Linked DNA regions of Mus musculus: all the other regions are linked to region 1. Evidence: chromatin contacts called from public HiChIP or PLAC-seq and promoter capture Hi-C data. All regions are on one chromosome and are shown on one strand. The core of a region is the stretch at or near the end of the contact, and the rest is flanking DNA. Distances in the headings are between cores, read along the strand shown. Region 1 holds the start of H4c14 (H4 clustered histone 14). Region 2 holds the start of Mrps21 (mitochondrial ribosomal protein S21). Region 3 holds the start of Plekho1 (pleckstrin homology domain containing, family O member 1). Region 4 holds the start of Hjv (hemojuvelin BMP co-receptor).

What was found. Promoter capture Hi-C pulls out the DNA fragments that hold promoters and counts their contacts. HiChIP or PLAC-seq counts read pairs in DNA pulled down with a chosen protein or histone mark.
Region 2: a contact with region 1 is called in a promoter capture Hi-C map of liver, with 3 times the contacts expected there. The contact joins the promoter of Mrps21 here to the promoter of H4c14 in region 1. A contact is called at or near these places in 9 of 39 promoter capture datasets (the 3T3-L1 cell line, 3T3-L1-derived adipocytes, embryonic stem cells and 5 more), 2 of 484 Hi-C or Micro-C datasets (embryonic stem cells and pro-B cells), 3 of 115 datasets of contacts at active chromatin or transcription factors (bone marrow-derived macrophages, double positive thymocytes and effector CD8 T cells) and 3 of 9 other capture datasets (adipose tissue, liver and pancreatic islet).
Region 3: an H3K4me3 HiChIP or PLAC-seq map of craniofacial prominence shows a contact between it and region 1, with 2.7 times the contacts expected there. The contact joins the promoter of Plekho1 here to the promoter of H4c14 in region 1. A contact is called at or near these places in 8 of 39 promoter capture datasets (the C10 cell line, the HPC-7 cell line, cranial neural crest and 5 more), 6 of 484 Hi-C or Micro-C datasets (B cells, liver, nephron progenitors and 1 more), 11 of 115 datasets of contacts at active chromatin or transcription factors (bone marrow-derived dendritic cells, bone marrow-derived macrophages, craniofacial prominence and 7 more) and 1 of 9 other capture datasets (liver).
Region 4: a contact with region 1 is called in a promoter capture Hi-C map of liver, with 2.2 times the contacts expected there. The contact joins the promoter of Hjv here to the promoter of H4c14 in region 1. A contact is called at or near these places in 14 of 39 promoter capture datasets (the 3T3-L1 cell line, the HPC-7 cell line, HPC-7-derived erythroid cells and 10 more), 3 of 15 datasets of contacts at CTCF or cohesin (the NIH/3T3 cell line, embryonic stem cells and large pre-B cells), 5 of 484 Hi-C or Micro-C datasets (bone marrow-derived macrophages, cranial neural crest and embryonic stem cells), 14 of 115 datasets of contacts at active chromatin or transcription factors (the 230-238 cell line, the SCID.adh cell line, bone marrow-derived macrophages and 9 more) and 2 of 9 other capture datasets (adipose tissue and liver).

The regions. Positions count from the first base shown.
Region 1 is chr3:96,260,175-96,267,640 of GRCm38.p6, forward strand. H4c14 (H4 clustered histone 14) reads right to left here and starts at 3,143. Exons shown (of 1, transcript NM_033596.3): 1 at 2,760-3,143. The coding sequence starts at 3,130. The coding sequence ends at 2,819.
Region 2 is chr3:95,868,635-95,876,100 of GRCm38.p6, forward strand. Mrps21 (mitochondrial ribosomal protein S21) reads right to left here and starts at 2,880. Exons shown (of 3, transcript NM_001355759.1): 1 at 2,819-2,880; 2 at 1,860-1,981. The coding sequence starts at 1,942. C920021L13Rik (RIKEN cDNA C920021L13 gene) reads left to right here and starts at 2,888. Exons shown (of 4, transcript NR_040446.1): 1 at 2,888-3,051.
Region 3 is chr3:95,991,675-95,999,140 of GRCm38.p6, forward strand. It overlaps Plekho1 (pleckstrin homology domain containing, family O member 1), which reads right to left and starts at 4,165. Exons shown (of 6, transcript NM_023320.2): 1 at 4,097-4,165; 2 at 3,848-3,994; 3 at 464-604. The coding sequence starts at 4,123.
Region 4 is chr3:96,520,785-96,528,250 of GRCm38.p6, forward strand. Hjv (hemojuvelin BMP co-receptor) reads left to right here and starts at 4,401. Exons shown (of 4, transcript NM_027126.4): 1 at 4,401-4,546; 2 at 5,645-5,818; 3 at 6,251-6,798; 4 at 7,280-7,466. The coding sequence starts at 5,731.

The DNA of each region.
Region 1 (7,466 bases), core at 1,893-4,392:
CTGTTTTCCTGAAGCAGACAGAGGTGAAAGGATGTTTGGATACAGGGAACATGTGAAAGAATGCTTGATGAAGGAGTATAAATGTGACCTCACAAACAGTGGAAGACAGGCACTGAGCATTGGTTTGGTTTGCTCTGCCTCAGTATTTTTCGCTAAAGACACACACACACACACACACACACACACATATTGGTTCGCCTTGTGAGACATTGAGAGAAACTCACCCACTCACTGCTCATGAGGTTCCTGGGCAGCTTGCCACTTCAGCGGCCTCGCCTCAGGCAGGTTGGAGAGCCTGGTGGTTTCTTCAGGATTGAACTACAGCTGTCTGGTGTCTGCTTGCTGAGAGAACTGGACTGTAGCTGCTGGTTCGTGCCTGGTGTCTGCCTGCCTAGAGGACTGGTCCACAGCTGCTGAGTCTTATTTGGTGTTTGCTATGGGACTGAACTGCTGCCCAAGAAGTTCAAGCTTGCCCCAAAGAACTATTGCTGAGCATTCCCACTTATCCTAGTAACTTTTCTCTTCCACTCCCTCTGCTGGGTGGTCGCTAGAAGAGAGATCGAACCCTTATTAAAAGTAGGTTGCAAAAAAATTATGCCTACAGAAAATATCCCAATAATAAAGGAGATTCTCTATCCCATTCCCTTAGATTCTCCTGATGTAACGCATTGCCTTTAACCCAAATAAATGAACATTGGTACAATAGGAGAAACTCATTGCATTTCACCAATTTCCCTATTAAGGTCCCATTGGCTGAAAGAGCCAATCAGGACGTTGTTGCTTGGCTCACCAGGGACTCTAGTGTTCTCTAGTAAGTCAGTTTCCCCTCTTCCTTCATAAGCAAAGGCCGATGCCAGCTTCTGAATCTTGACTCTTCCCAGAGACAATTTCTGGTTGCCTCATACGGTCTTGTAAAACATTACCATTGGGGGAGAGCACATTAAACATGGTCTGAGTTATGCTTCTTACAATTGCATATAGTTATCTAAAATGTATTTCCTTTAACCACAATAATTATAGGTGGATCAACACAACTATATTCCTATGGTGATCCTCACAGTATACCCGAGGTGATATACACTAAAATCCAACTTCTCCGATTGGAAGTTGGATTTTCATAAGTGATCGTGAAACGGAATGCAGAGGCTGCACGTCATCTCACCTGAGTAAAAGGTTAATATGCAATAGCAAAAATAAAATAAAAACAAGCCCACAGCCAATAACATGTTCAACCCAAATCAGCGTGCTACAGAATATAGATGCATACATAGAGAATGGCTTACTGCGTTCTTGGCCATGTTGAGAATTTGCTTTTGCCTTATCAAAATTAAAATGCACCATCTGATCAACGGTACACATGTTTTGGCAAGTCTCTTTCTAAACAGGTCCCAACACACCACACACCTGAGTGGCTTCTAAGATTTTCTTTCACTAAATAATATAGTGTGCCTCCACTCACTTATTGTTCACGGTGGTTTGGTTTTGTGTTTGTTTGTTTGACTATACATTCTTTTCTTTTTGTTGTTTTTAAGATTTTATTTTATGTATACGAATACACTGGTCCTCTCTCTTCAGTCACACCAGAAGAGGGCATCGGATCCTATTAGAGATGGTGAGCCACCATGTGGTTGCTGAGATTTGAGCTCAGGACCTCTCAGTCCCCTCTCCAACCCTCAAGGGGTTTTTTGTTTGTTTGCTTGCTTGCTTTGTTTTGTTGTTTTGTTTGTGACAGGGTCTTGTGGTTCAGGCTTTCCCCCAAACCATGCAGAAGTGGTCCTTGAACCCCTAACCCTTGTTTCCTCCCTGACTTGCTGGGATTATAGCTGTCACCACCTGGCTTGCTTATGTTATGGGACATTAAAATGTCGTTGCAATTGTATCCCAGCAGAGCTTCGATCCCAGTCCACTATTTCCTAGATCCATGCCTAAACTGAGGAGTTTTGCGAGGACTTTTGGGGGTCCTGCTTGGTGTTTAATTGTAAAGACACCGGAGACATCTGGATACAATAAAGCTGTTGGCCTGTTTGCTGAGACAGTCCCTCAGCTAACCCATCTACCTAACCCGACCGACTTCTTGCCACTGTGTCCCACCACGTGTCTCTTTAAATCCCTGTTCCGTTCTTGTCCCTGCTTGTCTCCCGCCTGTCCGGCCCAAGCTTCTGCTGCCAGCTCTTTATTCTGCAGGAGGCCATACGCCTAACTCTTCCACTGAGCCAATCAGCAGCAGGACAACGCCCGGTCTCTCTTACGTAGCCTTTTGGCGCAGAGGGTTACGTGACCTCCATCTAGGCAGCTAGCTTTCTAACATGGCCTGAAGAAAATCTTTTGGGAAGATGAGGAAGGATAAAAGGTGGGTTGTGGGGCCATAGAAACAATACCAAATATCCGGTCAAGCACAGCCACTCATTGGAAACACAGGGACACAGCCACATAGCCATTTGATGTGTGGACATAGGTCATCCCATCCAAAGGGTCTCCTTATTGCAATTCTGCTCCAAACAGCTAAAGAAAATCTTAGCCAGTCTCTTGACCTGACAACCAGCTCACACACTAAGTAGGAATTAAAATTCCCAGTGTGAGCTATCCTGCTGGATGCTATCTATCCGCCGTGGTATAGAAACTTAAGTGGATGGCTCTAAAAGCGGAACACCTAGTAGCGTTGAGTCACAAGGAAAACTAGCGTCTTTACCTTACCGAGTCTAAACCCACGGTTATTACCTGTACAACCCAAGTCAGTGTCAGCTCTCCTGAAGAGACTGTGGTTGGCCCTAAAAAGGGCCGTTAGGGATGGGGGGGGGGGGAATTGAAGCGGCGGCGTCTAGCCTCCGAAGCCGTAGAGGGTGCGGCCCTGGCGCTTGAGAGCGTACACCACATCCATAGCGGTGACGGTCTTGCGCTTGGCGTGCTCGGTGTAGGTGACTGCGTCGCGGATGACGTTCTCCAGGAACACCTTCAGCACACCACGGGTCTCCTCGTAGATGAGGCCGGAGATGCGCTTGACCCCACCGCGCCGAGCCAGGCGGCGGATGGCGGGCTTGGTGATACCCTGGATGTTGTCACGCAAGACTTTGCGATGGCGCTTGGCGCCACCCTTGCCTAGACCCTTTCCACCCTTTCCTCTGCCAGACATGGCTAATGTAATCTGAAACACCAGCTGGTGAGGCATTGGAGGTGGAGTGCCACTAATATATGAGAGGATCGGACCAGATTGAAAACTGAAAGCGCGCGGGCGGGAACCTTTCTAAATTATCCGGGCTCTGGATGTTGCATCATCTTCCTGTTTTTCTTTTCTCTTCTCTGCCCTCTACCGGTTCCTTACAGTCTCAAGCCTTTATTTTTTTATTTTCGATTTTCTTAATTATGGTGCCGAAGTCCCTCGGAGAATTCAGATTCCTCCAAATAAAACTTAGAGATAACACAGACTTTAGAAAGCACTGACGCTAAAAAGACAAAAGACCGGAGAAAGAGAAAGTTAGAGATGAGGGGGGAGTGCGCTGCACTGAAGGGCCCGGAGCTCCTGTTAGGTAAAAACCGCAGCAAAAGTTCCAGTAACCAGCGTGACAATCGAAAGCAGAGGACCCAGGAATGTGTGTGGAAGGGAAAGGTCGCGGGCGTTTCTGCGTACAGTCGCCTGTTTCGTTGATAGAGACACATTATTCAGATCAAGCAGAAACTAGATCATAGGAAAACTGAGGATGCCGCCGATCCTTTTCACCGAGGTCAGTGGGTTTCCACGCTCTTCTACCCAAAGGCCCGCTGACTAGCCGAGCAGCCCGGGAATGCTGCTACGCTCGTTTCCACAAGTCCTTTGAGGCCCGCCCTTTGTTTTCAGTTATTCCAAACTGTCTCTACTATGCAGTAGACTAAAATTCACTTTTTCAAGTGTGTGTCTGCTTTATACAGTGACGCCCTGGGAAATGAACTGGAGTCTGTACTTCTAGTATGTCCGTCGTTCCCAGGGCCACCCATAGAAGAATCTTGAGAAAGCATTCTGCATCAGAAAGAACGGTAGTGGGTTGGTTGGGACTTGTTTTTAAAGTGATCTGATAGGCCTTGTTCTGACTGTTCCTTTATTCTAACATCTATATGTGCTCATGAATCCCCACCACCACCACCACCACCTTTTTTCTATCCAGATTTTCTGGCTCCAGACATGTAGATAGATGTAGGTTTTGAGTCACCTTAGGCTGGGGGCTCAGACTCCCCTCTCAACTCAAATGTTTTAAACCTAAGACCTGTGAATTGTAGATCTTAGAGGGAAGAGAGCTCCCTCCTACCCCAGTAACCCTGGGCAGTCATACACGTCTCTTGATGGATAGATCCTGTTTGTAGACATGCCTCCATGCCCAAACTAGCACCCTAGAATTCAGAGCCTCTCCATCCCGCAGCCGCTGTTTTCTCATTCCCATGGCGACCCCTGGAAGCTGTGTTGCTTCATATCTCTGTATTGTGCGGACTTCTCCACATCCTTGACTATGTCCCTAATGGGATGTGATTTCTGTGTCTTCTTTCTTTTTAAGGTGAAGTGCAGTAGAGGCTCAATAGTTGTTTATGGGTGGACAGCTCCTGCCTTTGCCTCTTTCCTTGTAAAATAAAACAACCACGTGCCAGGCTGACAGGGCTTTGGTACCAGGGCCTGAGGCAGACTCAGAGTCTACCATCTTTTCAGGTGAAGGGAATCAAGAATATTCTCCTACTTCGGACATGAGAATCATTTTGAGCAGAAGGGTTGAGATTTGTTTAAGAGTGGAACCTGCAAAAGATATCAATATTTTATCCTGTTTGCAGAAAATCCTGAGTGGGAAAGGGGGTGGGAAGGGAGTAGGGAAGGGGGTGTGGACAGGGGTGGGCAACAATAACGTTGTTCTCTTTTCAGGGGTGAGACCTGAGCCCACTCCTGACAGACGCTGTCTCAGGACTAACCTGTCCCTGTCTATTCTCCTAAGGGTGATTTATTTCCCAAAGTCATTTGACTTTGCCATAAGTGTCCCTTCTTCCGTCATCTTTCCCCTACTTTAGGTATGTGGACCCCAAATTCTAACCACCCTCTTTGAATTACTCAGTTTTTGAGAATTCCCATGTTTACGCTCAATACACATATTTAGAAGGAAACAACTGTTTGGCCTATCTTTTCTTGTCAGATTCAATTCCAACTAAGAAATATGGAGGTTAAAGCAAAAAACAAAACAAACAAAAAAACCAACCCCTAAATTTAAAAAAAAAAAAAAAAGCCCTTAAAATAAAAACTGATAACATTTCTTCAGATCTCATGAGAATTAAACAACACCTTATATAACTCTGAAATATTGTATTATACTTTTACACTTGAGAACATTCGGTGAACTATTAATTATACTAAGTTGTCATGTATAGGCAGTAATGGTGACTGATCAGTAGGAAGGAGACTTGAACTGATTTCTATCCAGTGGCAGGATACTGGAGGTACTGGCCCACCTCAAAAAGGAGTAAGAAAAAGGTCCCAAATACCCATGGTTTCTTAGTTTGGTCCTAGGTCGCAGACTATTCAAAATCAAAGCAAACCAGGTAAATAGCCTGAGTAGCCAACAGACCAAAATTCACCTGGTCCAAGTTCGTGTTTGACTCTAACTCTGGGGTTTCTTGAGCCCAAACACAAAACTTAGTCCATGCTTTTGTATTAAAAACAAATATATAAAATACATATATATTTGTTTATATAAGTACATATAAAATATTACATGCCTAATAGTTCATTTAATTTTTTTTGTTTGCTTTTCACTGTATGGAAAAAGTTGAGCTTCTTGTACCCACCCCCAATTAATAAGATCCCAGTTCTCTGTCTCTAAACTTTAGGCCCTGGCAATGTGGTTTGTTTTCTCTGAAACAGGGTCTCACTCTGTAGCTCTGGCTGTCCTGGAACTCACCTGGATCTACTTGCCTCTGTGCCATTATACCCTGCTTGGCCTTTTTTTTTTTGGGGGGGGGTAATTTTTAATGAAAAACTTCAGGACATTTCTGAGAAATAACTGCAGAGAAGCAGTTTCTTCTGTATCATAACCCCTGTTCTGGTCAAAGTTTCGATCCAGAATTTCCCATGAATATCACTCTAGTGTCGGGTAGACACCAAGCACAGCTGAGCGACATGACTGGGTTGTCGACGAAGGCAATGTGCAGCAGAAGGAATACAGATTAAATTTGCCTGGGCAGCGAGGATTATCTTTTTTTGGAAGAGACACTGATAACCTTCAAAGTTTACTTCTTGATTTCTAGTTTCGTGCCATAGAATTCACATCTACAATAGCATCCTCATTTCTGAAGAGTATAAACCTCTTACAGGTATAATTGTAGAAGCTAGACAAGAGGAAGACTCTTGACTTTCTTACTGTCTGTTAAAATAAACCCTACAACTCCTGGACTCTGTGTCTGAATACAGCCGCTTTCTCTTCCTCTTAGAGGAAGTGGTCCAAGATCCCCAGCCAATGGCTAAATATACAGACAATGCTGTACATTACATAAACATATACAGCACTGTATGTTTCCTTTAGTATATGTGTAAATGTGTATGGTAAATTTTAACTTATGAATTTGGCTCAATAAATAGGTCAAAACTATAGTAAAGTAGACAATAATAATCACCTTTAGTGAAATTTGTTTGCACTTTGGAGCCCTTATTGCATAAGATCAAGGTTACCTGAACATAAGCCTTGGCAGGTGTTTTGAATGGAGGCTGCTACTAAGTAAATAAGTCATGGGTAGCAAGGATACGCTGGGCAAGGGGATGATTTATGTCCGGGGTGAGAGGCCATGAGAGGATAGACTTACAATGTAAAATAAGACTCCTGACTTCTTTTCTGGAATTTTTCACTTATTATTACCTAAACACTGATGAGGACAGAAATAAAAATCTCAGACGGGGGAAGTAGAGTCTGAAGTTTGAGAATCTCTTTCTGATTTAAATAAACACCACATGCTTTGTGCTCCAGTACATACATTACAAAGAAAATCTTACCAGGAAACACGATACCTGGTGTGGGCACCATCCAGCCCCACAGGGCAGGTCCCCTTCTAATGGGAAAGGTCAGCAGCGTTTGAGAAGCCCTGAATGGTTTGATTGTACGATATGAAGATGTTTCTGTGTTTCAAGGCTTTACCTACTGATCCACTTTTATAGGAAGCATTGCCGGCTGTTAAGAAATGACCACAGGAAGGTAACAGCTCCCATCAGTGATACTTTTGTGCCATATTTTGGAGGTTACTTCTGCTCCTGAAGGATTCTTAAATTAATTAAACTGCCAAACTGCTACCTGTGTTTAGTATTTTGGAATCTCCTTAAAATCAATTTCATTTTACTTGAATTTCAGCGAAAAGATAATACATTTTTGTCAGCTCTAGGAAAGTTTTAAATATCTTGGGCCTATTTTTACTTTTGGGTTTGAATTTTAAGAAGGTTGGTATACAATGCTTTTTTACCAAAAAATCAGGCATGC
Region 2 (7,466 bases), core at 1,630-4,129, 390 kb before region 1:
TTTATAGTCTTGAAAGTAGCTAAGAGGTATACATCTCATTATGTATGGAAAAGTGGGCAAGGAAGTAGGTGCTGTTGAAAATGAGCGTTAAGTGAACCAGAGGAGGACTTAGTTGGCGGAGCACCACCGTCACATAAGAGAACTTTCTCCACTACCTGCAGCAAAACAATCTTCATGCTAAAATAAAGCTTATTATGTCTTTCGGCCTGATGGCCAAGGAAATAAGAGAAAAAGTGACAAGCTAAAAAGAGGAGCCCAGCGGCACACATGCCAGCACTCAGGAAGCACAGTGGGCAAAGCTCTATAAGCTCCAGGCCAACCCGGCTGCACAGCAGCTCCAGACCAGCCAGAGCTGCACAGTGAGACCCCTCTCAACAAACAAACAAACACACCACAGCCAAACCAAACAAAGCAAGAGCTGGAAAGACCTCACTGGCTACAAGGGCACCTCTCTCTCTTCCAGCACCCAGGTCAGTGGCTCACAACTTCCAGAACTCCAGCTCCAAGCAGGCCAATGCTTCTAGCCTCTGGCAACCTGCACTCAAGTGCACATGCCCACATACACACACATCATTAGAGATGAAATAAAAAGGCATGCCAGGCTACGGAAGCCTAAAAGAACTAGAGTGGTACAGTATCATCTGGACGGACTAGTCTCCACCCACAATGTAGTGTCCAGACAGTTCTCCACGGAGCCTCTCCTCTCCAGCCGTGTCACTGTGTTTAAGTGGAGGTGTAGGTTTGTTTCTGTCACATGTGTGACCTGCAGAGGGCAGGCAGGAGAGTGTACTGGATCCCTAACATCAGTTGTTGGTACTGGGAACCAAACTTGGGTCCTCTGCAAGAACTGCAAGCATTCCTGATCACTGAGCCATCTCTCCAGCCCCTAGCTCTATGTGTCTGCTTATGCTATAACTCTTTGGAACCTGAAATGCCTTCTCATCCATGACTTATTTCTTCAAGAGCACAATTAGAATCCATCTTTGCTAGCCAGGCACGTAAACAATATCAAACACACGATCAACCTCAGCATCTGGGAGACGGAGGCAGGAGGATCAGGAATCAAGGTAATCCTTGGCTACACTGCCCATTCTAGGCCAGCCTGAGCTACATGAGATGAACAAAAATCACAGAGGAATTAATCCTCTCTAGTAGCCTTATTCCACAGATACTGGCTCAGCTGAAATGCACCATGCCTCTGCTTCTTGTTTCTCATTCCCCTCCCAGACTTTTTTTTTTTTTTTTTTTTTTTTTTGACATGAGGAGGGGTCATCTGAGACTGAGTCTAGTCACCATCATCTAAATTATTCTCAAATTCTTCCTGTCTCTACCTCCCAGGTGCTGGGATTACAGTGTGCCCAGCAGTTTTTCGGGGTCTTTGGATAGAACTCAGATTTATCATCAAGGGATGATAGCTGCTTGTTGGATAAGCTCCATCGAGCTGAATTTGGAGAACTTCATTTTTAGGATAATAAACTGAAGGGATAAGAAGTGTCCAGAGGGGCTGGAGAGATGACTCAGTAGTTAAGAGCACTGGCTGCTCTTCCAGAGGCCTTGAGTTCAATTCCCAGCTACCACATGGTGACTCACAACCATCTGTACTGAGATCTGGTGCCCTCTTCTGATATGCAGGCATACATGCAGGTAGAACACTGTATGCACAATAAATAAATTTAAAAGAAGAAGAGGAGGAAGAAGAAAGAGGAGGAGGAGGAGGAAAAAAGGAGGAGGTGGAGGTGGTGGTATTCAGAGCCTACACAGAGCTGGCACCAGTGGTAGGCTTTATGAGGTGGTAGGCTGGGTGCAGGATCACCTCACATTTCCCACGGCTGGTCCAGGCAAGACTCGACTCATTTTACCTGTTCAGGGTCCGGTAGGCACCTTCCACGTTCCCCTCCTGAACCATCACTGTCCTGGCAATGAACTTCAGATGTTTAGCCATGGCCTCGTATTTAAATCTTCATTCTTCCGGGACTACAGACTGGACATCGAGCATGGAAACCAGAGACTCAATGTAAGAGAACAAAGCCCAACAGAGTCACAACTTACCATAGGTAGTTTTTATTTAATTTAGCAACAGAACCAGCTTGAGATCCACAGAACTGGGCTGGAGGAATTCTCCATATCTTAGTAAGTACAAGTAAGTCTGGAGAGATGGCTCAGTAGTTAAGAGGATCCAAGTTCGATTCCCAGTACCCACAGGGTGGCTCACAACACATACAGTCCCAGGGAATCCAACACCCTCTTCTGACCTCTGTGATGCACAGACATACATGCAAGTAAAACACTCACACACATAAAATATAAATAACTTTTTTTTTTAATGAAAAAGTACAAGCAAATTGTTAGCAACATTTCTTTCACTACGCAGTGATATGGCTTAGCAGGTAAAGGCGCTTGCCACCAAGCCTGATGACCCGAGTTAGAGCCCTGGATCCTTACGGTGGAAAGAGAGGACAGACTCCTGCAAGCTGTCCTGACTTTCGCCCCTCCCAACCCCCCGGTCACACCAAGAAATAATTAAAAGATAATTGCCGGGCAGTGGTGGCCCACGCCTTTTATCCCAGCACTTGAGAGGCAGAGGCAGGCGGAACTCTTGAGTTCGAGGCCAGCCTCGTCTACAGAGCCAGTTTCAGGGCAGCCAGGGCTACATAAAAACACTCTCGAAAAAGCAAAGCAAAGCAAACCAAAAAATAGGTTTCCGCTGAGAGTTAGAAAGAACTCTTCGTCCGCCTCTAGGCACCACGCGAAATCTTGCCCTCCCGCCATACTCGCTTTGCAGCTCAGTGAACCCCCCCACACCCCTCGAGCTCCCTACCTGGGGCCTCTGAATTCGGACTCCGGGTCTCTGCGGACCGGAAGCGGAAGCTACGGAGTCCCGCGACGGGAGGAAGCTACGCTGCAGGGCTCAGCCGACTGCAGCTCCGCTTACCGTCTGACCTTGCGAAGGTTCGGTGCTGAGCGCAGGCGCTGGACTTTCCGCCTGACAGTCAAAGGAACAGCGTCCTCACCTTCCTATGGAGGAGTCGCGGTCGTCGGGTCTGCGAGAAGGTCAGCCCGATCCGTAGCTCTAATCCTGTTAAACTTTTACTAGATTTGAGCGATTTCGTTTTCTGGATGGGAAATGGGAAGCGTCCTGAGAATATTTTCTATTTAAAAAGGACAGATCTGCTCACCGGGTGAAAAAAATGGCTCCACACCCCCTAATCTGCCTAAAAGTTAAGAAAAGAAATTACATACTGTGAGTTTCCCATTGCATCAGCTACCTAAGCCATTTCATTAAATAAAGTAGAATCAAAAAGAAACAAATGGGAAACGCCTGCAGAATTTTAAATCAAAATATTGTTGTTTTAATGCCAACTTTGCCATTTGTTGCCTTGTAAGATCTAGTAGAATTTTTTTTTCTTCCATACGTCTGGACAACCCTATGTGTATGTTATCCCCACATCTCCATATATGGTTATTTACATGGGTTTAGAAGTATCCATATACAGAAAAACCTACCCACAACACACACAGATGCACCCTCATCTGTTACTTCTTTAAGGGATTTGCTTTTATTTTGTGTGTGTGTACGTGTGCCTGCGTGTATGTATGTGCACCGTGTGCGTGCGTGCGTGCAGGAGCTCAAGAAGGATTGGAGAGGTGTTGGGGCCCTGGAACTGGAGTTAATAGGAGGCTCTGAGCTGCCATGTGGGTACTGGGAACAGAACCTGGGTTCTCTGCAAGAGCAATTAATTTTCTTAACCACCGGGCCATCTGGCCAGGTCATTATCAGTTAATAGGTATTCACACAAAATTTAAGCCTGCCTCGTAGTAAGCCAAATCCAAAGTCCCAAACTGAAGCTAGACACCTTTGTGCTTGTCAGCAAACCTAATTGAATGACTGTCCTCTGCTAAGCACTGCTGATACTATTCCAGTGTCTCTTGTACAACTGACAGTATGTAGACACAATTTTAGGCCCAGTCGCATATAATAAGTGCAAAATTAATTCTATGGACAGTACGTAATCCGTTAGAAAGGAGTTCTAGCTTCAGATTCTAAGCATCAGCAGACGTATGACTTTGAACAAGTTACTCAGACTAGGGGTCTGCACTTTTTGTCTAAATAAAAATATTGGAATACTACCATGTTTATTTGTTGATATTATACGGCTCTCTTGGGCTATAGTGGTAGACTTGGGTAGAAGAAATGGAGATCTGTGACCTACAAATACTTATAATCTAGATCTTGCTAAACATGAACTTTCAATCTGGCTTCTTATTTGTAAAATGATGCTAACATCTACTCTGTTGGTCTCACAAAATTGGTCATAAGAATCGAATGGGCTCACAGTCAGCTATTGGATGGATCACAGAGCCCCCAATGGAGGAGCTAGAGAAAGTACCCAAGGAGCTAAAGGGATCTGCAACCCTATAGGTGGAACAACAATATGAACTAACCAGTACCCCCAGAACTCGTGTCTCTACCTGCATATGTAGCAGAAGATGGCCTAGTCGGCCATCATTGGGAAGAGAGGCCCCTTGATATTGCAAACTTTATAAGCCCCAGTACAGGGGAACAGCAGGGCCAAGAAGTGGGAGTGGGTGGGTAGGGGAGTGGAGAGGGGAGGGTATGGGGAACTTTTGGGATAGCATTTGAAGTGTAAATGAAGAAAATACCTAATTAAAATATATATTTAAAAAAAGAATCGAATGGGATATAATGTAAGATAATTCATTAATTTTTGTTTTAATTTTAAGGTTTATTTTATTATTATATGTGTATGAGTATTTTGCTTACATGTATGTGTGTGCCTACATGTATGTGTATGTGTGTTATGTCTGTGCCTGGAGGTCAGAACAGAACACTGAATCCCTTGGGCCTGGAATTACAGATGGTTGAGAGCTACCATGTACATGCTGGGAATTGAACTTGGGTCTTCTGCTAGAGTAACAGGTGCTCTTAACTGCTGAGCCAACTCTTCTCCTCTTGTTATCATTTTCTTTTTTACTAGACTGAAAAAAAAGTTTTTATAAATGTATATGGGGGGTGTTGTCTACATGCATGTCTGATGTCCAGAAAAGCCTGAAGAGAGCATCAGATCCACTGGATCTGGATTTACAGATGTTGTAAGCCATCATATAGGTGCTGGGAATCTAACCTGGGTCCTCAGTAAGAGCTGTCAGTACTATCAACCTCTGAGCCTTCTGCCCAACTGCAATGCCCCTAAGTTTTAAGCCTAGATATCTAGAAAAATGTTGGCATCATATATTTCATCAACAGAAGAGGAGTCATTGTGTGTGTGTGTGTGTGTGTTTGTATGCATGTGTGTGCACTCGTGCAGGTGTATGCATGTGTACATGTGTACAAGAGCTCCCATAAAAGCTCATGTGTGGGGGCTGGTGAGATGGCTCAGTGGGTAAGAGCACCCGACTGCTCTTCCGAAGGTCCAGAGTTCAAATCCCAGCAACCACATGGTGGCTCATAACCACCCGTAACGAGATCTGATGCCCTCTTCTAGAGTGTCTGAAGACAGCTACAGTGTACTTACATATAATAAATAAATAAATCTTTAAAAAAAAGAATAATAATGATACATTTTTTTAAAAAAAGCTCATGTGTATGTGTCATAGCACATGTATGGAGGTCAGAGGACAACTTGCCAGAATTGTTCCCCTCCTGGCACTGGGTGGGTCCCATGTCTGAGTCTGAACTCAGATCATCAGGCTTAGTGGTGGGAGACGCCATTACCCACTGAGCTATCTCACCAGGTCTTTTACTTTATAGATGTGTGTGTGTGCGCGCATGTGTGTGTGTGCGCGCACATGTGTGTGTGTGTGTTCGTTCTTGTGTGCCCATGTGTGCATGTATGTGCAGACATATGTACACGTGCATGTTCCTGGGCATGCCCAGAAGAGGGCATCAGATCTCTCAGAGCTGTATAGCTGTGGGATGCCCTGGCCTGGCTTACTAAATGGTTTCTGGGATTCTGACTCCAATCCTTATGATGAGATGGCGACTGCTCTTGACTGCCTAGCGGTCTCTCCAGTGTTCCTCACACGTCTTTTAAAACAGGGTCTAGGTTGGTCTGGAAGAAGATGTGTAGCTGATGATGACCCTCCATCAGCTTACGATCCTCCTGCCTCACCTCCCAGGGGCTGAGATGACATCCACGTGTACCCATGGCTTTGTGCGTGAACCACCAGCACTGTATGGCGCTACCTCCACAGCCATAAAATGCTAACATTTTAATAAATTTTTAGCTAATTGAAAGTATTTGGACTTATTGTATATGTATGAGTGTTTTGCCTGCATGTATGTGCACCATAGGAGGTCAGATATCCTGCAACTGGAATTACACAGGTTTGTGAGCCACCATGTGGGTACTGAAATCAGAATTTTGGTCCTTTGCAAGAACAATGGGTGCTCTTAACGGCTGAGCATCTCTATAGCCCTCTGTAATTGAAAAACAACAAAGACTTCTCTCTCTCTCTCTCTCTCTCTGTGTGTGTGTGTGTGTGTGTGTGTGTGTGTGTAAGCCTACATAGTTATGTGCATGTGCAGAGGTAGGAGGACAACTTACAGGAGTTGGTTCTCTCCTCCCACGGTGTGGAATCTGCATGTCCAGTTCAGTAAGGCTTGCCTACAAGAGCCTTTATCTGCTGAGCCATATTGCTGGCTCCTTCAGTCATTTTTTTTTTTTTGTATAAGTGATATACCAATATACAAATGAACTCCCCAGCAGAAATGCATACAATCAGTTTACCTTCTTAGGACAGATGATGCAAAGTTAAGATGATTTATGATGTTCAGTTAAATCCCAAAGCTTCCCCAAAGACCTGCAGGCCATTTTGTTTACTGATGGTTTCACCTGGTGTAACTTGTTAGCCTAGCTTGACTCTATGAGCAGCAGAGGAGCATAAAAGCCCAGCAGAGATCTTCTACTGAAACTTACATGTAAACTTGACAGTTTGATTCAGAGACTTTGTATCCCAAGGTGCTGGATAAGATGATTGAATATATATATAGAAAAACCAAGACTGGAGCCTCAGAGCACACCCACACTCTGGTAGGTGGAAATGGGGCCATTAAGAAACCTAGAAAGTGCTGCCAGTTGGGTAAGAGGAGAATTGGGACTGTATGTAGTCACAAGATCTAAGGTAGGAAAGTTTCAGAAGGTAGCATTAAGTGTCAAGTGATACAATACACACAGGATTTGTGAAGGCTCCTGGGTTTCACTATTGATTAGGGGGAAGGTATGTTATAAAATACTTTAGTGCTGATTTTGTGAGCTCATTAGTTCCTTTGGCAGGTGCAACACAATGAAAGTAATGTGAGCTGGGCTGTAGACAGTTGACTGCAGTGGTAGTTCGATTCCCAGTAGAAAAACCACTCTGAGGGATTACGGTGAATATAGAGACTGTAGACTTTGTGGTAGAGCCCTTGCCTAGCATGTATGGGAACGAGAGTTCAGTCCCTAGTG
Region 3 (7,466 bases), core at 2,915-5,414, 270 kb before region 1:
TGACGGAAGGAACCCAGAGTCTGTTCCTGCAGAACGCACGGGTTGTTTTAGCAAAGATGGGTGTGGAGGTGGGGCTAAGAAAGTGACACTGGGGACAACTAGGGGAGGTGTGAATGCACTTAGATCTTTAAACGTCTGAGGACACGGGGTGTGACAACCATGGCTTCCCTTGAACTTCAGACACCCATCAGGGAAGAAGCACCAATAATGTTTCTCCCAAGAGAATATGTACATACACACAGTAGGGATGTGTGTGTGTGTGTGTGTGTGTGTGTGTGTGTGTGAGTGGGGGAGGGGAGAGGAAGGGGTGGGGAGAGAGAGACTTCTTTATGGCTAAATAGGTTATAGGCTGGCCTGCCCAGAGGAAGGGAAATGGTCAGAATATTTTCCAGTTAAATAATAAAAGCCAGAGGGAAAATAATTATGGCCCCTGCAGCTAGGGCCACAGCGAGGGCGAGCCTACCGTGGTGCCCGGCTGTCTGCACCGGGCCAGGGTGAACTTGCTGTGATTTTTCTTGCTCCTGCTCTTGGATTTCCGGAGCTCTTCGCACTTCTCATAGTCACTCAGGTCAAACACCTCCTGACTGTTTTTCTCATCTTTTACCTATGAGAGGGTGGGGTGTCATGAGGATAAAATTACTCTTTCTCTCCTCCAGAAGAAAGTGGAGCAAGAAGGACAGCAGGAAGCCAGCCCACCTAAGGTGTGTACTGGGGGGTGGGACTGAGACCTGAGTCCCTGTATGGTGGTCTGTTTAACCCACTCCCCCCAAGCTACCGTCCCCGTGCCTCCCTCTGCCCATGACCCTCTGTCTCTGAAGGACGCAGCTTACAAGTCCTTAAAGGGGCATGTCCTTAAAGGGACATGGTGAATGGACTGCTCTGATCATTCCAAGTAAGGAAGACAAGAGTGACCACTAACGTCCAGGGGAAGGGGAAAGGCAGCCAACATCTGGAAGGGACAAAGGGCAACATCTGGAAGGGACAAAGGGCTGCCTCTGGCCTCAGGGAGTGAGTACGATGGTTCCGAGTGTTCTTTCCACCTGCTCTCTTCTATCGTAGGATGTTACAGGAGACTACTTCCTGACAGCAGGCTATCCCTCTCTTCCACCTGGTTGGGGATATCCCAGGAATGAGCTGGTCATGTCTCCCTGGGAAACAGTTGAAACCAAGCGAACGTGTATAAGAAGGCTCAGCCCGTGGCCGATCTGCCCATCCTTCTGAATTGCTGAGCACATGTGCTGAGGAGGAACGTGGGGAAAATTCATCTATTGCCATTTGCCTGGCAAGGTTTGGCTCCCCAGGGCTCTCCCCTTTCTAGGGCTCCCTGCTTTTTGACTGGGAAGAGGGCCTTAAACACTCTGGAGAATCACTCCAGAGAGATTCACAGCAACACAGTCTGGAATGTGGGATGATACAGCAACCTCCTCTCCTGTGCCTTTCCCAGAGAAACTATCAGCAGAGGCCAGAAAGCTCGGAGGGCAGGAGGCGAGGGAAGAGCTGGGTGTGTGCAGCCAGGGGAAGGGACTCACTTGTTCTGTTTTCCCAGGGGAAGGGAAGGGAAGGGGAGGGGAGGGGAGGGAAGGGAAGGGAAGGGAAGGGAAGGGAAGGGAAGGGAAGGGGAGGGAAGGGAAGGGAGCTCTCCTGGCGTGGACAAGGCTGATAAGGCACTCTGGGAGTGGGATGCATTGACAGAGGTCAGGAAGGGCAAGGGTGGGAGGCTGGGTGAGGTAGGCAGCAGGATAAGTAGATGCCAGTGCCCAGAAAAGACAGATACCCTGGCACCTTGCTCTCTATTGTATTCTGTCTCTTCCTCACACCGAATTCCCAAAGTCTCATTTATGACTACATCTTCCAAATTAACCCTCTGTCTCTCGGCCCACAGTTGTACCAAGCATTCAACCTAACTTCCTCTACTGTGAAGTCTCCCTAAGGTATGGATCAGTTCCTACCTCTGGTCCTTGATCAGGTCAGTGAAGGGATGCCCTTGGAGAGTTAGGAATGACCCTACAACATCCACGGAAGGGCTTCTCTAGAGAAAGGAGTTGTGGGAGACCTTGCTTTCCCCAGAAAGGAGGACTGAGACAGAATGCTTAGCAGGGTTCCCTTCCTCTTTTGTTTTTGCATGTAAATTGCAAATACACTCTGCTTTTGGGTCTCACATCTTCAGTGCGTTGCTTTGCTACTGCTTTTGTTTACAGGCTGAATAAACAGTGTCTTGTGGCAGCTTTGCCCTTAGCCCAGGCCCACTGGACCATGGAACTGGTTCTGAAGAAGGGTCAGTATAAGGTGCCGTTCCCTCTTTTCCACTGCCCTTCCCAGCAGGGGGCATCTGGCCCCAGGTCTAGTCAGATGCTCCTGAGTCAGAGGACAGCGGACACTCTAGGCTGAGGTCATCCTATCTTCTCTCTGCTCTGCATCTCTCCCTCTCACACCAGGTTCTGCCTTTTAGACAAACATAAGAAGGGGAAAAGGCCTTGTTTTGTTTCTGTAGCCCTTCACTGTCCTCTGGTTTCCCCTCGGACCTGTAGGAAGCCCTTCCTGATTGCTAACTACATTTCCTGGCATTATGAAGTTCGGGGAAGACAGGAGATATGAGGTGACACCCACTGCTGCTTTTAAAATAAACAAAAATAGAAAGCAAGAGAATCGTTGGGGGAGCTCTCTGTAGGATTCGAGAGCAGGTAGCAGTGGCCCTCGAGAGCACACTCGGTCAAGGCTTCCCTTAGCTTGCTCTGAGGCCTCTCCAACCGTTATGTTTTGGCCCCTTCAAGAGGGGCCTGGGGGCTCAACACTAGTTCTCTGCTTGTCTCAGTAGACTGCTTTGAGATGAGTACAGCTCTCCAGCTGCAAGTGTATCTGCTTCGACACCATAAAAGGCTTTATTTACCCAAATACAAGGGCAGAAAACAAGTGTCTAGTGACAAAAGCAGAACAGGTTAGAGCTAAGGGAGGGCTTCCCACTCGGTTGGTTTTGGGTGAGGGCAGGCAAGGGAGGAAGGGCCAGTCTGAAAGGGACAGGAACAGGCCACCATGATCAGACAGTCACAGGGAAGCAAGTTCAGTTTCTCAGCATTCTTGTTATTGAGTCAAGAGTTGGGGCTTCACAAAGGGGGAAGGGATCTGGATTCCACGACCTGGCTTTATATTCTGACCCCATGTGCCGGGCTGTGGTTTCCTGTAAAACTACAGAGCCAAAGCCATGGAGACACACACACAGGCGCTCACAGTCCTAACTCCATTCCCCCTGTCTACAAATAAAGATGGGCAGAATATGAGTTCCTTGAATTTTTTTTTTCTTTTTTCTTTTTACCCTTTAAGTGGAGTGGACGGTGAGGAACAAGCCTGGTTCAGGATGCTAGCTCCTACAAGAATCCGGCATTCACCGCTGCTCTACCCCTGGTCCCAGAGACTGCCTCCAAGTTGTGTTTTCTATGATTTAGGGAGACTGTGCTACTCAGGGGACCTACATATGCCCTCCTCCCTCCCAACCCCCGCAGGAACGGAGAGAGTGGTGGGCTGGGGTGGGGAAGACAGGAAGGATCGAGGGATACGAATACCAGTGTGTAACAAAAACAAACCCCACCAAAACCCCCAACCGTATTTTAGGGGGCCAGAATAGAGGGAGAGGCGGCGGATGTCAGAACTTCTGAGAAAGGTGTCCGCAAAGGCACATCAAATAAGTAAACTCCTAAACCCCACTCAGGTTCTCTCACTCGGGGGTGACTTTTTTCTGCAGACACAGGACTTTTGCGACCCCTGAACTTGCAGAGATGGAGGCGGGGCAAGCCGGAGAACTAGCCGCCGTGGGGACAGGGTCCCGACGGCTCGCGCAAGGGCGGGCGCCTACCTCCTTCTCGGAGACGTAGAGCTGGTCGCCTTTCAGCACCACATAGCGGTTTTTCCAAATCTCCCTGAAAATCCCTTTCCCGCAGAATTTCCGGACCCAGCCGACCTTCTCGGGCGCCGCAGACTGATGGTTTCCATCCGGAGGCCCCTGCCCGGGGCGAGACGAGGAGCGGCGGCTCAGACTGGTCTCTGCGCCCTCCCCGCCCCCCCCGCCAGCCCCAGCCCCATTGTCCGCGCGCCGCGCACTCACCCGCTTGCCGGAGCCGCTCTTCTTCATGGCGGGATCGGGCGGCCGCGCCCGCTGCTCGCTCGGCGGCTCGTGCTAGCCGCAGGCCGGGCCCCCGCTGCCCCCGCCGCCCCCGTCGCCCATGCCCGCCCCCGCCGCACCGGCCCCGGCCACCGCCGCTGACGTCGCGGGCTCCGAATGAAGGGCGGACCGCGGCGCCGCCGCCGTGCGCTCCCCGCCCCCCGCCTTTGTTTCCGACCCGGCACCCGGCGGAGGCGCGAGCGGATAACCGGGAGGCGCGGCGGTGGGGGCGGGCCCGAGGCGTGGCGAGCGGGATGGAGCGGAGGCGCCGTGGGAGAGCGGCCGCCTCGGACCCGCAGACTCCGGCTGGCGGAGCCCCGGGAGTCTCCACTCTCGACCTACTGCCGGGCGGACGTGAGCGCCCCGCGAGGCCTGCGGTAAACACGCGTGCAGCGGCGGGGAGGCCCGGAGGACGCTCGGACCGCGAGCTCTTCTGAGTCCTGTGTTTCTGATGTGGCTTGGAGGGAGCCCAAGTTTGAGCGCGGCTTTCCTCACCACTCCTGGGTCTCTGTTCCCCTACCTGGTAAAAGGAGGATCAGCTGACCCATGAAAGCCCGCGAGGACCCAACTGTGTCTTTTAGGTTCAATTACTACCAGACAGTAAGCTAATAAACCTGGTGTATGGTAAACACAACCACCACGAATGAGTAAAGCCCAGAGCAGGGGAATTATTTTTTCCCAGAGACGTCCAAGATGAAGTGTTGGTAAGTTTGTGGTTTGAGGAGTGGAGGATGTTTGGGCTTTTTGGGAGAGAATTTATCAAGAAAGATACCTCTTCTTAGACCCACCGTGCTTCCCAGTCCTGCAATCTCACTAGCCATATAATTGACTTCTATTTCAGGTGGATACAGAACTTTATGCTTTCAAAATGCTCTTATATTGGCACTTTAGAATGTCGAGTACCATTTTGTAAGGCATATAAGAGTGAGGATATTATCCCTTGGGAAAAGATCAGTCCAGCACAGGGAACCATTTGTCATGCTCAAACTGACACACTGCTGTTACATGAGTTAGCATAGAGGTTTTCTAACCCGGGTCTGCCTTTTAGACTTTGTACACGTGTACACAGCACACTTTGCAGACTACCCCCTACACACACAGCACACTTTACAGACTATCTCCTCCTCATCTCTGTTTGGTACTGGCCTGTTTAAAGGGCAAAGAAATGACTGAGAAAGGCTTTAGGAGGGAGCCTATGTACTAGCATGAGGGCACAGCTGAGGGAATGAGCTTTTGGGAACTTGTTGGCTGAGCAGGTAAGAATGCTTTGGATTATTTTGTCTTTATTTTTTAATAAGACAAGGTCTTTTTTGTTTGTTTGTTTGTTTTGGTTTTGGTTTTTTTCCTAGACAGGGTTTCTCTGTGTAGCCATGACTGTCCTGGAACTCACTCTGTAGGCCAGGCCATCACTGCTGGGCTTATGACAAGGTCTTACACAGCCTACCTATGCTGCTTTCAGACTTGTTACATAGCCAAGGCTGGTCTTGGTCTACCGAGCCTCCTGTCTCCACGTGATTTACCAAGTTTAAATAGGGGCTGAGGGCGTGGCTTGTGGTAGAGTTCTTTGCCTAGCACTCAGCAGGGCGTCTAGCATAATCACCCGCAAATCACCCGCACTCACTCCAAGGAGGAAAAGGAAAGATAGATTTGGCTCAAGGCAGAAGGAATTCATGTCTGCCTCATCTCCCTCTTCTCTGCAGCTTTCATTTAGTCAACAGCTACTAGAGTCTGTCTCTCCAGTGTGCAAGACCCTGGGCTCCGCACAGCACCAGGCAGGAGCTAGTGCTCTGTGAAACATCAGGCGGAGGGACTCGTAAAAAATAACCAAAGTAATTTTCAGATTCTGGAGCAGATGCTTGTGGGCTGCAGCACCTTCTCTGCCTGTCTGTGTCTTGAGATGTTACATAAATCTCTGGCTGGTCCCCATCCCTCCCGGCCCCTCCCTCCCAGTAACCTGAAATATTAACCTTATAGCCCTGGCCTTCTCCCTCACCGTTGCTTCGTTGCCTTGACACTGCATGCTCCTATAAGCCAGCTGGTTTGCTTTAAAGCTGGCCTTTCTCACCGAGTGAACCTCATGGCACCTGCATTTGGATCTAAGTGGGACTGTTTTTAGAGACCAGTGCTTAAGTGAGAAATTGGAATAGCACTTCTGGTTTCCTTTACACATTGTTATAGCACTCAGTGAGCATCTCTCTCTCTCTCTCTCTCTCTCTCTCTCTCTCTCTCACACACACACACACACACACACACACACACACACACACACACAACTTGAGCTAATCTCTCTAGGGAGATAAGATCCTGCAGGGACTCATGTGGCTTAGCATGCCCACCTGTAAGAGCATCACCAATAGCTCTACTGAGCAGTTAGGGGGATAAGCAAAAACTCTCAGAGGTAACATCTTGTGAATTGCTGTTTATAAGTTTACTGGGCAGAAATATCTGAGCTGACATTTAAAAACAAATATCCTTGACTTTAAAATCCTATTTTAAAAATAGGATTGGTGTTTTGACCAGGACATTTTAACCTATGGGAGAGAGGAAGAGTTATTAAAAACATAGCTCCTTAACTAAAATGTTTTTTAATAAAATGAGACCAGTAATACTGGAATGGTCTGTAAATATTATACTGGATCATTGTATTTAGTCCTTACTGTCACATGAGGAAGGCACTAATTATCTTCACTTTATGGAGGAGGAAACTGAGCCAGCCACAAAAGACGATTATGTCCAGTATTGGTTATATAAATGTGACAAATCTGAAGGATGCTAAGGAATACTTATCAACATATAAGTTAAGGGGTTCAGCAGTCAAGTGTGCTTGCGGCTCTTGCAGAGCCCCTGAGTTCAGTTGCCAGCACCCACACTGGACAGGCTCTAACTCCAGCCCAGGGAGATCAGATGTCCTTTTCTGGTTTCAAGGACAATCACACCAGCATGTGCACACATACATACATGAACATGAGCATGATTATCTGAGGACACTGATTTCTATCACTGCTTCAGGAGAGGCAGACCAGAGCTTTCATCTGCCCGCATAATTAAACATGTCCAGATACAGGCTGTGCCTTCATTGTTTGTCTGACATCATCTCGAGTCTTCACCTTATGAATTCCCATGAATGAGCCTCAAAGAAACCAAACAATATCCCTTACATCTCTGCAGATAGATTCTTATTGCAACCCCACATGGGTTCTCAATGCTACAGCAAATGGCTCTAAAAAGAAATGAGCATGAGGGATGAGGTAAGGGGACAGGGGGCTGTGTCCCCCGAGTCTTGGTCCTGGAACCCTGACTGGGACAGAGGAAA
Region 4 (7,466 bases), core at 3,151-5,650, 260 kb after region 1:
ACCCAGTGGGAGCGCTCTTCTCCCTTTTCCCTCTGGCCTTGGGCCAGAGCCAGCCCCGAGGGCACCCACTCCATTCGGTGGCGTCTGTGGTGCCCAAGAGTGAGAACCTGTTGTCCTTGGCCTCCGTGCAGGCCCAGGGACCCCGAGCCAATTCCAGCAGGTCCTCGGGGACCTCAGACTGCGGATCCCCACCCCTGGAGCTGGGTCCTCCGTCTTCTCACAGCCCGATGCCTGCCCAGAGGTGACATGGGGTGCATACAGTCAAACTTCCCATGTCCCACCTCGCCCAGTGGCACAAGCCATGGTCTGGACACGGGATGCCATTTTTAACCCACATACCTGAACCTCTCTAGCCTTCCAAGTGTTGGGACTAAACACTCCATGCAGTGTGACATCTTCATTTATTTACTGAGTGATTCTAGAATTTTTCCATCAGTTTAAGATATGGTTTTCATAAGAAAATCAGAATAAAGCTAGGAATAGTGGCTCACACCTGGAACGCAAGTGTGTGGGAGGTGGAGGCAGAGGGATCATCCTAAACTACGTTTTAGGTTGGAAGCTAACCTTTGAAACTTTGTTTTCAAAAATACAGAAAACAAAACAACAAAAAAAAAAGCTGGTGAGGTGGCTGGGTGGGCATAGGTGCTTGCCACCAAGCCCAACAGCATTGGTTGGATTCCCCGGACCCACATAGTAGAAGGGCCTGAAAGTTGTCCTGTGACTTTCACATCTGCACTGTGACACACACTCACTCCCTCCACCCACAAATACATAAATAAAAGTAGTGAAAATTTGAGAACAAAAAAAAATAATTAACTATTTTTTCCCATTTACCAGCACTTCTCAAAATGGACGATACAACAGCTTTCTCCAATACTAGCCGATCACCTTTTACTTTATTATTTAATCTTTTTTTATAGTCCAGTCATTATCCTCCTCCCAGTCTGCCTTCCAACAGTTCCTCACCCCAGTACTCCTCCCCATGCTTTTTACTTTTAAGTATAATTGTGAATTGAGGCTTAAAATACTTGGTGTGTGTCAACCCAATATACTCAGTTTCTATTTTGATAACTAATTTGTCCTGTCTTTGGAGAGCGACAACTATCTTTTTGTTTGCTTGCTTGATTTGAGACAGGACCTCACTATGTAGCCTTGGCTAGTCTGGAACTCCTTATGTAGGCTAGGTTGGCCTGAAATTCATAGAGATGCATCGACCTCTGCCTCCTAAGTGCTGAGAATAAAGGCATGTGCCACCACGCCCAGCTTGATACAGTATTTTAAAGCTTCCTTGTTTAGCTTGGATAATTCCTGGCTCCAAATGGGAATAGGTTATTTCTCCAAAGAATTCTGATTTCTTGTAGTGGGACATCATATTTCTGTTCCACAACTTGGACATTAGAAGTGTTCACTACCAATGATCACTGCTTTGAGGTATTTTCATAATAAATTAGGAATAGTTAAAGACAAAATGTCATGAACACACAGTTATCTTTGTATTTAAATTTTTTTTTTTTTAAATGTGTATGGGTGTTTTGCCTGCATGTACGTCTCTGCGCATCTTCATGCAATGCCTGAGGAGACCAGAAGGAGGCTCCAGGTCCCCTGGAGCAGTTTAGATTTGAATTACGGGAGTTTTTACTTATCAACATGAATCAGTATTTCTATCCCACATCAAATATCATGGCTCTCTAAAGTCCAAGAATTGGCCACCTGTAATTATAGCACCCAGGAAGTTGAGACAGGAGGATCGCAAGTTTCAGGCCAGCCTAGGCTATATGGTGAAACTCTGTTTCAAACAAAACCAAACCAAAACCCCACCATTATTACTTAAAAATAAGGTTTTATTTTTGAATGTGTGTCTGTGTGTGGGTTGAGTAGTTCCCAAGGGGACCAGAAGAGAGCATTGACTCTCCTGGAGCCCCTGACGTGGATTCGGGGAACCAAACTCAGGTCCCTTGTAAAACCAGCAGGTGCTCTCAACTGTGGCTCCATCTCTCCAGCCTTCCTTAATTTCTTTTTAAGCCCACAGCAAACTCAAAATAGTTCCAGAATAATACCAACGCCACTGTCAATGATAGTGAGGACTGTAAAATACTTTGGTACTAGTTGGGCACAGTGGCCCCTGCCTATAACCCAGCACCTTCAGGGTAATTATCTAAATCATCTGGCCAACATAAAAGGTTCTAAGCCAGCTGGGACCACACATATAACAACACTCTGTTTCAAAACAACTGATTCCTTAAAAATATTTTTATTTTTTAAATTTTATGTGCATATGTGTATGCCTGAGTGTATGTGTGTATGTGCACCACATGTATGTGTATGTGGCCTGAATGTATGTATGTCTGTGCACTAACTGTGTGCAGAAGCCATTAGAGGTCAACTGAGGGTATTGGAGCTCCTAAACTGGAATTACAGTTAGTAATGAGCTATCATGTGGGTGATAGAAGTGGAACCTGAATTCCCTGTAGGAGCAGCAAGTGCTTCAACCACTAAACCATCCTTCCAGCCTCAAGAAACTGTTTTTTTTTTGCACGTATTTTGGGTTTCAGAGTATATGCCACTTTGCATTTTATAGACAACCTAGTATGTCTTAAAGTCACTTGATTAATTTAGTTGGGGGATGTCTTAGTCAGGGTGTGTATTCCTACACAAAACATCATGACCAAGAAGCAAATTGGGGAGGAAAGGGTTTATTCAGCTTACACTTCCACATTGCTGTTCATCACCAAAGGAAGTCAGGACTGGAACTCAAGCAGGTCAGGAAGCAGGAGCTGATGCAGAGGCCATGGAGGGATGTTACTTACTGGCTTGCTTCCCCTGGCTTGCCCAGCTTGCTCTCTTATAGAACTAAGACTACCAGCCCAGAGATGGTCCCACCCACAATGGGCAGGGCTCGCCCCACTTGATCACTAATTGAGAAAATGCTTACAGCTGGATCTCATGGAGGCACTTCCTCAAGGGAGGCTCCTTTCTCTGTGATAACTCCAGCCTGTGTCAAGTTGACACACCCAACCATCCAGTGCAGGGAAATTTTATGGAATAAAAGTTCTTGGGATGTGGGCTGGTGAAATGGCTCAGCAGGTAGGTAGAGGAACTAGCTACCAAACCTCACATTTGGCCCCTAACGCCCACATGGTGGGAGGAAAGAATTGACTCCTATAACGTTTCTGACATCCACATAGGTACACACAGACACACAGAGACAGACATGTTCTAAATAACTTAATGTAAAAGATTATTGTGATATGGTCTTGTATAGTTGAGAAAAAGCTAAATTCATTATAAAAAATACATGTGCTCCCACACTTCTCTTGTAAAGTGTGTGTGTGTGTGTGTGTGTGTGTGTGTATGCGTGCCTGAGAAGGGACCATGTACCATGTGGACCTGTAGAACTTCATGTAGAGCTGACAGGGCCAGAAGCTTTTGTGACACACTTTGTAATCAGTCCTGTGCTGCTTTCCCTTGGCAAGTACTGTGGGACAGTGTCCCAGAAATGCCACCAGGTGAAAAGACGGACATAGCTAAAACCCTGATTATAATTGAATCTTCAAACAGTTTGTCTATAAAAGTATATTCCCAAATGTCTTCCTTCTGAATTCACCTATCTAACGCCACTCCTCTGTGGATCAGTAGTGTTCAAAACTGACTCCGATTCTTCTCTCTGCCTCTGTTACTACCCCGGCCCCGGCCCCTGCAACCTGGAAGCTTCTGTTTTTTGTGTTTGTATTGATGAGGAGGAGGGAGGAGGGATTGTTGCACAAACTAGTGTAATGGAAAAGGTGGAGAGAGAGTAGACAGCTGCAGAGATCTGATCTGGGCAGACGGAATAAACCCTTCTCGAAACAATTCTGCTCTCGGATTTCTCGGGACAGCTGGACCTTTCAGCTTCTGAAATAGTTGGCAGAGATGGGGGAGGGTCTCTGAACTATGCTTGCCGTCCATCTTCAAAGCCGGCCACCTCAGTGTATTATGTGTAGAAGAAATTCAATGGAATCCTCAGTAAAGAGAGGATGAGAGCAGTGAGTGACTGGCATCACACAAAATCACCACCAGCAGTCTTAAAGGCATTACTGGGAATACTGAGTTCATTACTGGGAATGCTGGAGGGCCTGAGTGGCAGCTTATAAGCTACAGTTGGATATATGACTTGGCCATCATCTTTCTTTATACTCTCCCTCCCTTGGTATCCAATATTTCCATATTCCATCCTTATTTTGCTCATCGTTCCTGCTGCCTTAGCTCCCACACCCCACTGCCACCAACGTTCCTGGAATTTTGGACCTAGCTATTTTTAAAACTGTCAACTCAGTAGGCACCTCCCTCCTCCTCTCAGCTGTCCAGTACTTGGGCCAACCATATACTCTCCCTCCCCCCTCCCCCCACACCAAACCTCCTCTGGCTCTCTGACCTGAGTGAGACTGCAGCCATTCCGGGGCAATCATGGAGAAAGAGATGGGGGACCCCCTGGCTGGAGCAGACCAACAGAATAGGCAACTATGGCTCGAGAACCCAGTATCAGAGTAATGCTTGACCTCGGGAAACAGTAAGTCCAGATGAAATGTCGATCACTTTGATAAGCTTTTGGGTCAAGGCCAGAACTTCATAAAGTTACAGACATCTGTTCTGAAAACTAAGATCTCCCCTTAGCAACTACCCCAGTCTTCACTTTTCCTCTTGCCTAGATGTTTTCTAATCCATGGCCATTTGATGTTTAATGCTGCCTCTCTCTGGCTTTCCTATTTTCCTCTCCATCTTATTACACCAAGACCTTGGGAGAGGGGGAGGGGGCAGTGCTAAGGACTGGGCCCAGGGCCTTGAGCATGGTAAACACTCAGCTACCATCGAGTTACACTCCCATCCCTACCTCAAGACCTCTCTGACCTCCTGCTCATATGCTTATCCCAAAGTAGGGTTTTGACAGGAGAAAAGGAGACAGACCCTCCCCCATATCTGTTCTCCTCAAAAGACCAGGAGTGTCTGGATTGGGCTTTTCAGCTGGGTCTGGAAAAACACATGAACTGTTAGACAGAAACATATATTAATTTGAATGCTTGATTTGTACCCCATCCTGTGAGAGGGATCGTACTGTCAGCCCTCTGGAGAGGCTGAGAGACCGGCTCTCCTTTCACTGGGAAGGTGATATCGTAGACAGGGCGTCTGCCTACCATGTTACCCTTTGTGCCCTTCTAACACAGTGAAGAAAATGAAACGGCAGGTGGTTTCTGGTGGGAAGGATCCATAAGAAGTATGTTCTTAAAGCGTGATCAGATCCTGGTGCTACTGGGGACCCACTGACATGGTCAGAACCTCACTTTCTCTAGGGGTCCTCCATTTTTGGCACATCTGCTATTTGGTAGTCAGGATGGGGCAGTACACTGGACTCTGCACACTGAGGTCACTCAACCTTCCCTCCACCACCACCCCGCCCCCGTAGGCATATTGCACAAGGGACCTGAAGGTGGCCGCAGGGGCAGGGCACAGAGGCTCACCAGCCACGCTCACCCTCTGGAAGCCTCCTTCTTCCCAAGATCCAGTCTGTCTCATTTTTGTTTTGGTCTCTTCAGATGCTCTCTCTACCCACCATCTTGACTGGTCTCCAACCCTTCTCTTTCCCCACACTCAGCCAAATTTCTTCTTCCAGTCACAGAAGTACCCAGAGAAATTCACTAGGTAGGAGGCTCATCATCTGGGAAGAACCGGTGCCTGGGGGGACCTGGCTGGATAGGTATGGGCCAGTCCCCTAGTCCCCGGTCCCCCCACGGCAGCCCTCCAACTCTAAGCACCCTCACTCTCCTGCTGCTCCTCTGTGGACAGGGTAAGGAAGGGCCAGGGAAGGGTTGGACATATCCAGAGGTTAGGATGCTGGGTAGGAATGAGCGCGCGGGGGTGGGGGTGGGTGGGGGTGTGGGGGTGTGGGGGGTGGGGGGAGAGTGAGGAGGGATGTGTGCTGAGTCCCAGCACCTCCCAACTCTGAAAGAGGCCTGTCTTGTTTCCCATTTAACTTGAAGAAGGACACAGATGGCGTCCTTAGACCCCAGGGAAAAGAAGTCTGACTGCTTTACACGTTTTTAGTAGAGGAAAGGAGGGAAGGAGGCAAGGATTGGGAGAATGAAGGTTGAGATTGGGAAAGCGGCCACGCTGAGTGGTAGGAACGGTGGGATGGCGGATGGTTTTTGGCAGTTAGGTGCATACTGGACTTGGATAGAACCTGTGTCTCATTTCACTGCCCTCTCCCTTCCGTCCCCAGCTCACTCCCAGTGCAAGATCCTCCGCTGCAATGCCGAGTATGTCTCGTCCACTCTGAGTCTTCGGGGAGGTGGCTCACCGGACACGCCGCGTGGAGGCGGCCGTGGTGGGCTGGCCTCAGGTGGCTTGTGTCGCGCCCTGCGCTCCTACGCTCTCTGCACGCGGCGCACGGCCCGCACCTGCCGCGGGGACCTTGCTTTCCACTCTGCGGTGCATGGCATAGAGGACCTGATGATCCAGCACAACTGCTCACGCCAGGGTCCCACGGCCCCGCCCCCGGCCCGGGGCCCCGCCCTGCCCGGGGCCGGGCCAGCGCCCCTGACCCCAGATCCCTGTGACTATGAGGCCCGGTTTTCCAGGCTGCACGGTCGAGCCCCGGGCTTCTTGCATTGCGCATCCTTTGGAGATCCCCATGTGCGCAGTTTCCACAACCAATTTCACACATGCCGTGTCCAAGGAGCTTGGCCCTTGCTAGATAACGACTTCCTCTTTGTCCAGGCCACCAGCTCCCCGGTTTCGTCGGGAGCCAACGCTACCACCATCCGGAAGGTCAGAGATTCGATTTTCATCCCAACACAATTTCTTGAGCCCTCTCACGGTCTGTCCGCCATACCACTCCTTCTTCTTCCCACTATTCAGCCACCCAGCTCCCTGTTCTTGTCTTTCCCAAACATTCCCTTCCATCCTGAATGGCTTCCTTCCATCAAACATTTGCTCTTGTAAATGTAATTCAGGAATTTCTTTCAAAGCAAGTAACTTGGGAGTTGCTGAGACTGAGACAAAAAGGAGAGAGAGAGAGGGAGGGAGAGGGAGAGAGGCAGATAGAGAGAGGCATAGGGAGAGAGATATTAGGAGGTTGAGTGGGGGTCAGGCACTATTAATGGAACACAGTAGGGGATAGGATCAAGGACTGAGGACCCGGAAGAAACTCGCATTTCTGCTGGGATCGGATCCCTGACTCTCTATGCAGCTTGATTGGCGTGAGGATGCTTTGGGCCCTAATGAAGTATTTTCTCTCTTGTCCTCATAGATCACTATCATATTTAAAAACATGCAGGAATGCATTGACCAGAAAGTCTACCAGGCTGAGGTGGACAATCTTCCTGCAGCCTTTGAAGATGGTTCTATCAATGGGGGCGACCGACCTGGGGGCTCGAGTTTGTCCATTCAAACTGCTAACCTTGGGAGTCACGTGGAGATTCGAGCTGCCTACATTG